Regions from separate parts of the Capra hircus genome. Here region 2 is linked to region 1. The links are chromatin contacts, called in public Hi-C maps. All regions are on one chromosome and are shown on one strand. The core of a region is the stretch at or near the end of the contact, and the rest is flanking DNA. Distances in the headings are between cores, read along the strand shown. Region 1 holds the start of SIAE (sialate O-acetylesterase). Region 2 has its middle 25 kb from the start of ROBO3.

Region 1 (3,986 bases), core at 954-3,453:
AAAGCAGTTTTTCTCTGCACTTTTATTGAGGAACAGTTTCATATACCCCTGCGAATACCAACTTATTTAATCTAAGGAGTATAAATTTTTTTTTTTTTACAACACTTAATAATACTTTCAAGTGAGGAGAGTCAAAATATAAAGAAAACCACAAACCCTCCTCCCGGGAAGAAGAGACTGTCAACTGCCTGGGAGGCATAGGCACAGTATGCAGGAAAAGAGCTAGGCTGGGTGTTTTTAAGAGCCCCCCTTCTACCCCACCTGTCCATGAGAAATACAAAGCAGGTCTGGGTGATAAACTGGTAATCTTCAATAATGTGATTAATGTGATTCAAGGCACCCGCGTGTGTTCTAAGCAACTTCAGTCGTGTCAGACTCTTCGCGACCCCATGGACTGTAGCCTGCCAGGTTCCTCTGTCCATGAGATACTACTAGAGTGGGTTGCCATGCCCTCTTCCAGGAGATCTTCCCAACTCAGGGATCGAATCCGTGTCTTTTAACTCTCCGGTATTACTGTATAAAGTTGGGTAATTTACCACTAGTGCCACCTGGGAAGCCCCTCAAAGGCTGTTTCAAATAACAAGAACTGTTAGTTGAAAGCTCCCTGCCTCATAAAGGATTTCTGTGGAATGATGCTGGTCTTAAACAAGTTTCACCATAATCAAACGTTTAGTCACGCTCTCATGTTTTTTTTTTTAAAGCCTATTTTTAAAAAGCTTACTTTCTCTTTTCTCTAGAAGATTCTCAAAATATGCTGCGGCAAAAGCTGGTATATTGTCCGGTTGCTCCCTCAGAATCTCACGTGTGAGCCCTTCAAGAAGATTTCCAAATCCTTGTGGAATTCGGTAGTGGGTGTTGGAAAATGGAATCGACATCTCCTTGGGAGGACCAGTCTACTGTACCTAGAGATGCATGAAAGAGTTCTGTCTTTAAATTTGTCTCATTTCACTCAAATAAGACCTCAAATTATTTCTGAGACACCCAAATTTCTGGACTTCAATCCTTTCCCCCCCAGTACAATCCAAGTCCGTCAATTTCTTCCAAAAAGTTTTTGAAATTTTCCATTATTAGAACATTAAATAGGTGAAATCATTTTTTAAAAATTACAAAAATCACAAATTTTCACTATGATACTAAGTACTTTCTCCTCTCTCCCTTTAAAAGGGTAATTTTTCCTATCCCACAGGAATTTAGAGAATGATTGCTAAAAATTCATCTTAAATTGCCGGAAAAAACCCTGTTTAAGGTCTTAAAAAAAAAAAGTAAGTCATTGAAACTACTCTAAGTTGTCGAATGAATATGTTTCGGACTTGAGTCGTTCCCCTGGCTTTCACTTCTGAAGTATGACCTAGGATGCCTCGTCGAAGCATCTCTATTTGTGGAAGAGGCAGTGGGCCGAGAGAGCTGGGGGCAAGGTCACGACATAGCAATTCTAGCCTCAAAAGGTTTGGGATTTTTACTTTTTTGTTTGTTTTGTTTTCTCTCTTAGCATACAAGGGCCAGATAAGGATAGCTGCTAAGCAGCGGGTTGGGCTACTGAGTCTGCAAACAACACTCAGGGACCTGGCCTGTATGTGACACCATTACTGCCGAATAAGCCCGGAAGTCGTGGTAGGGGTCTCGGTGGGGGTCTAGAAGGCTTAATGACGCCGAATCTGTGGACTTTCTTCTCCTTCTTCTCCTTCTTTTTCTTTTGACGGAACAGGAGGTGAAGCATTGAATCACTGGTTGTGAAGAGGAAGAAACCCTAGACCGACGTGAGGAGTGGAGGGAGGTCGGAGAGGGACCACAGGTCTCCTGGGGGGCGGGTCGTCGAGGGTCTCGGATTTCAGACTCGCAGAATGGGCTACTGGGTTCCCAGCCTGACCTCGGCTTCCCAGATTGCGGGAGCGGATCCTGAGAAAATACCTGAGACGAAGGGAAAAGGCGAGGTCTCTATTTCGAAGAGGAAATGGGGTAAACCGCCTCACCTCTCCGTTCTCTCAGAGCTGGAGCCGATGGTTCCGGTTGTTTTTTCTCGTTGCCGGGAAACCGTTTCCTCCCCCGTCCCCGCTCCCTCATTCCACTACGGTGGCCGAAGAGAGGCACGGGCCCGCCCAGCGGCCGCGGACGGCTTCGCGAATTGACTGGCCTGGGAAGGGCGGAGTCAGGCTTTTTCCGCCCCGCCCCGCCCCGCGGCCCCGCCCTCGCTGGCGTCCATGCCCCGAGGCCTGCGCGGCGGGGACGGCTTCTTGCCGACATGATTGCGTCGGGAATTGTCTTGGGTCTGGTGCTGCGGTTATTCCTGCAGGCCCACGTAAGTGCAGGTGAGGAGGCCGCGCTCGGCCCGACCCCTGCCCATCCGTCGGCCTGCGAGGACTCCGAGATTCCGCGTCCTCCGCAGGACCGCCCCCGGCGCCTGCTTCTCTAGGTCGGGCAAGGATCCCTGGGCAGGAACCGGGTTCTACGGCACAGGCCTAGATTGCAGGTGTTTGCTAGGCCGGAACTCCGGCCCGTCTGCTTCCTCCACTCCCTTCCAGCGCCCTTATGACGCCTTTCGTGGGGCAGCGAGAGAGTTGGGTTTATCGCAGGAGGGGAGGCCCAGGTGTGCCCAGACCGAGGCTGTCAGGGTCTTTAAAGAACTGCGGGGGAACTCGAAGGGGAGGGGGCGAAGCTAGTTAGATAATATTTGGAAGCGGGTGACTGAGTCATCCAAAACGTTTCAGTGCTGCCCCCTCAGTGGTACCGTTGGGGAGGGTTTGCCCCGGGTTGGATTCCTTGGGGGAATTAACTTTACTAGTTTAAGTGGTGATGATGGCTAAGACAGAGCCCCCTCACCAGCTCGGAGTATTTAAGACTCAGCTTTGATTCCTGCTCGCGGGCATTGATAGTGGGATAATAGCCGTTTTCTTGGGGAGGAGGATGACTCATTTTGGCTATTTTCTGGTCATATCGTGTCGTTTGACCCCGGGCTGGACGCTGGGTCACAGAAAAGAAAGTTTAAGTGGGAGAACAGACTGCGTGCAGAAAAAGGACTCTCGCTCTGTGTATGAATCTGCCAAGTACATAGATGAAGACAAACTGCAGTTCATGAAGGGTTTTCGGGGTTTAACAAAGGCGTAAACTAGCCTCTGTGTATCATTTCCTGATTCATCCCCACATAGTGACGTTTGAGTCCAGTATATGAAGTGGGGAGAAGGGAAAGAGGGCCATTATTAGTTTTTATGTTAAAGGCTGTTAACCGTAACATCACTATTTATCTTTGCCTTTGGGTCGTATTGTTACATAACCTTCATTAACAATGACTTTATTTTTTCATTCATTGATGCTCTAGATTTTCTTTCCTTGGTATTTGGTTGCATATCCGGACTTCTTCAAATCATTCCCTCTCTTCCCATGTTTATCATGTAATATTTGAAATGTACATGAACATATGTAGCAGTGAAGCAATAAAATGAACACCCAAGGGCTTTACACACAATTTAAGAGCTAGACTGTTGCAGTTTTATTGAGACTCCAAGGATATTCCTTCCCAAGGGAGCCAGAAGTAACCACTGCCCTCATGTTGTCAATCTTTCAATGACTACTTTTACCATCCCAGAACACTAATTCCTGTTTTTCTACTCTGACACCAAAATGAAGAAAAAATTGAAGACCTAAAACAAAAAATTCAAATCTTAAGGGTCTTGTAGTTGACAAAAACACTGACCAGTCCCACCACCTTTCTCGTTCTGTTTTGTCCATTGCTCCGTTCCTTGGTAATGGACCACTGTCTACTGTTGTCAGCTTGGAATGTGAGCTTTATAACGACAAGGAATGTGACGTTTCTTTGCTTTATCACCAGTATCTAACTGTGGCAGAGTAGTGATTGCAGTAATCTTGGAATCAGGTGGCTTCATTTCCTTTCCTGTCCTGAACTACCTGTGTGATTTGGAGCCAAAGAAGTTTAACATCTGTCACATGACTAGTTCTCTGCCTGCCACAGTTAAGCTTCCCAGTAGAATGTA
Region 2 (3,986 bases), core at 1,043-3,542, 140 kb before region 1:
TCTTTACCAATAGTACCACTCGGGAAGCCCACAACAACCCCTACTACAGGGTAGATGCTATGTAAGTATACAGTTGCTTTCCTGAAGCAAATCAAGGTTTGGTTTCTAGAAATTTCTTTTTCTGAATATTTTTGATCCAGGATTGATGGAATGTGCGACTGTAGAACCAGGCAATCCAGAGGACCCGCTGTAGTATTCTCCCCATGCAACAGAGGAGGGAGCAAGCTGCTGATGCTGCCTGGGGTTTCATGGAGTTAGTTTTCAATCCAGGTATCCCCGCCCCAAGTGAGGGAGGTGAGGGGGGTGCTGCCGGGGGCCTGCTGGTGCACCACACTGCCCAGGAGGTGAGCTGCACCTGTCGAGGATCTGGACGGAAGTGGAGAGAGTTGAAACAGTGTCGGCTGGCACAGCCCTTGCTTATCTTATCAGTCCTGAACACTGCAGCTACTGTTCTGGAGTAGCATGATTCGAAGGCTGAGCCCGCGTCTAAAGATGGTGGTATAGTCACCAATGTGACCTAGGGTAAATTCGGGGGCTAGCGTCTCAGCTTGGTGCCAAGGTGGGCTGGCAAAAGGCCCTGTGGTGCAGTGTCATCTCCCTTTACAGATGTTCTCTGCTTCCTCTCCTCTTGCAGGAACCATCACTTCTTCTCTTCCACCCCACCAGTCTCCCTGGTCCATACCTGCATAGTTTCGTAGACTCATGGTTCTCAAACTTTGGCATGCATCAGAATCACCTGGAGAGCTTGTTAAAAACACGCCAAGGGGGAAAAAAAAAACCCACTCCCAGAGGGACTTCCCTGGTGGTCCAGTGGTTGAGAGTCTACTTGCCAATGCAGGGGACATAGGTTTGATTTCTGGTCTGGAAAGATCCCACATGCCTGAGAACAACTAAGCCAGTGAGCCTCAACTACTGAGCCCCTGCCCTAGAGCCCCGGGGCTGTAACCACTGAGCCTGTGTGCTCTAGAACCCGTGCTCAGCAGCAAGAGAAGTCACTGCAAGAAGAAGCCTGCACACCACATCTAGACAGTAGCCCCGGCTTGCCACAGCCAGAGAAAGCCCCCATAGAGCAATGATACAGGGCAGCTGAAAATAATAAATAAACAGTTTTAAAAACATTGCCAGAGATTATGATGTATTTAGTCTGGGAAGTCACAGGGCCTGGGAATGTGCATTTCTAGAAGTTTCCCAGGTGATGGTGGTGGGGATGCCTGGGGCTACAATCTGAGATCACTGGCCTGGAAGGAAGGAAAAGTGAGGGCTGGTGAAAGAGGAAAGAAGTGATCGTGTGCAGTGCTGGAAGACATTATTGGAAGTTCAAGGTCCCCAGAGTCCTGGGGTATCTTTACTTTCTGTGAGGGATAGATAGACTGAAATCCCCAAGCAATCCTGGGCATATTCCAGAATTAACCTAGGGCATGTGTTTTTTGTCTGGAGATTTAGCACTCCCCCTAATGGACTCAAACAACTCTGCACCCTCCAGTGAAAACCAGAATTACCTATTTTCCCAACCTAACTTGGTCATCTGTTCATCTCTTTGGCACTAAAGGTGCAGGGATGTGATCTTACACATTTTTGTTTGCAAACTGATTTGCATGTTTTTTTTTCATGGGAAGGCATTTTATTTTGATGAGCATGGTTTTACGTGCTCAATGGTGCTCAACTCCATGGATGATGGTGTATGAATGAATGAATGCTTTCTTCTTTAGGAGAATCCTAACACCTACCAGTCCCCTCCTTCTTACCTTTGCTTCTTCTCCCAGCTGTTCTAAAATAATATGAAAGTGATTTAAGATCCAGATATTTGCTGAAAAACTCTGTTCAATATGTCAGCATCATTATCAAATTAGGAGAATTTGGCTGGTGGCTAAGCAAGCAAGCCCAAGTTAGAGGCTGAGAATGGGTTCTGTAAAATATGTGTTGAGTCACCTCAGCTGTGTCTGACTCTGTGACCCCATGAACTAAACAGTCCACAAAATTTTCCAGGCCAGAATACTGGAGTGGGCAGCCTTTCCCCTTTTCCAGGAGATCTTCCCAACCCAGGGATTGAACCCAGGTCTTCTGAACTGCAGACGGATTCTTCATCAGCTGAGCCACAAGGGAAGCCCTTGTAAAATATATGATTGTATATGATTTTTAATACATATGATTTTTTTAAAAAGCAGTATAGCAAGAATTCGATGAGAAAAGCAGGTGAGATTTTGTTTCTTGCCACCAGGTGGCAGACCTTGCCCAATCAATGAGAATTAACCCTGGACTTGGAGCCCGGCCTATATACTCTACATTTTTCCACTCAGAACCAGGACAAAGGGCTGTTTCTCTACTTAAATGACTTGGGAACTGAAGCAGGAAGAGCAGTTACTGGAAAATACCTCTGTAACAGCTGCCGAGGTACTTAAGTGATCCCTTGAGTTTCCTCAAGGGCTCTCTGAGACGTCTTAGTTTTTCCTTCTGGGAAAGAGGTCCACCCTGCTCTAGATGTAAGAAAATGGGTTACTTAACTAAGAAAAATGGAAAGAATGTAACTTCAGACCAGAGGTTTCTACAAAGGAGGCAGCTCTGAACCACTTCAAGGCCCAGGGCTTGGCTTCTTCCTCCCAGGACCCTCTGGCAGTCAACCTCTATTTCCTACCACCCAAGAGTTCTTTTTCTCTTGCTGGTAGTGAATCTTCCTCAAATTATTAAAATGACCACTTTATTTTAACTCTAAAGTCCACTCTAGAATCTTACTAAATTCCAGTTTTCCGTCTAATGGACACAGGATGGTCTCTCTCAGGTGATCATGGCCCTCCCTCAGATGATACTCAACATGTTACAAAACCTAAATCACACAGTAACTTTAGCAAATTACATGCTCATAGCAAGAATATACATTGTTGTTGTTGTTCAGTCACTAAGTTGTGTCTGACTCTTTGAGATCTCAAGGACTATAGCCCACCAGGCTCCTCTGTCCATGGGATTTCCCAGGCAAGAATACTGGCGTGGGTTGCCTTATCTCCTCTAAGGGATCGTCCTGACCCAAGGATCGAACCCCACATCTCCTACATTGACAGGTGGATTCTTTACCACTCAGCCACCAGGGAAGCCCAAGAATATTCATATGTGTGTTAAAATAGATACACAGTGTCTTACAGAAGAGCTCAATGAATGTTTTGGGAGAAGAGCAGGTGAAGATTCTGTTTCATGCACTGTTTTAATCTCAGTTGTATGTGCAACAGATACTGAGAATATAATAGTACCCACCTCAGGGCTGGAGTCAGAGCAGATCTGTACCTACACAGGAGACAGGAAGTTGTGAGATTGGGATTAACACATATATACTATTGATACTATGTATAAAATGGATAGCTGATGAGAACCTACTGTCTAGCACAGGGAACTCTACTTAATGCTCTGTGGTGACCTGAATGGGAAGGAAATTCAAAAGGGAAGGGATGCATGTACATGTATGATTGATTGATCTTGCTGTACAGTAGAAATGAACACAACATCGTACTCCAATAAAAATTAATTTATAAAAGAAAGAAAACAGGAAGTTGCTATACCATTGCCATGTTTTCAAACGCAGGTGGGACATCACCCTCAGCTCATCAGCTTGAGCACTGTTGTTCAATCGCCAAGTCATGTCTGACTCTCTGTGACCTCATGAATTGCAGCACCCCAGGCTTCCCTGTCCTTCACTATCTCCCTGAGCTTGCTCAAGCTCATGTCCATTGGGTCAGTGATGCCACCTGACCATCTCATCCTCTCGTCCCCTTCTCCATTTGCCCTCAGTCTTTCCCAGCATCAGGGTCTTTTCTAATGAGTCAACTCTCCTCATCTTGTGGCCAAAGTATTGGAGCTTCAGCTTCAGCATCAGTCTTTCCAATGAATATTCAGAGTTGATTTCCTTTAGGATTGACTGGTTTGATCTCCTTGAAGTCCAAGGCCTGGGGATGTGTAAATCCCAGCTAATAATGACCACTTTAACTAAACTCATAGCCCAG

Evidence for each region. A called contact is a pair of places that touch in the nucleus more often than the background predicts.
Region 2: a Hi-C map of blood shows a contact between it and region 1, with 5 times the contacts expected there. The contact joins the enhancer-like site here to the promoter of SIAE in region 1. A contact is called at or near these places in 2 of 5 Hi-C or Micro-C datasets (both in blood).

The regions. Positions count from the first base shown.
Region 1 is chr29:27,484,775-27,488,760 of ARS1.2, reverse strand. It overlaps SIAE (sialate O-acetylesterase), which reads left to right and starts at 2,203. Exons shown (of 10, transcript XM_018043176.1): 1 at 2,203-2,306. The coding sequence starts at 2,240. SPA17 (sperm surface protein Sp17) reads right to left here and starts at 2,182. Exons shown (of 5, transcript XM_005699579.3): 1 at 1,971-2,182; 2 at 722-902. The coding sequence starts at 875.
Region 2 is chr29:27,627,712-27,631,697 of ARS1.2, reverse strand. No RefSeq gene overlaps it. Among named protein-coding and RNA genes, the nearest start is that of ROBO3, 25 kb to the left of the region's middle. Within about 2 kb of position 2,292, at least 1 of the 5 cell types and tissues checked has an H3K27ac peak or open chromatin away from gene starts, as enhancers often do.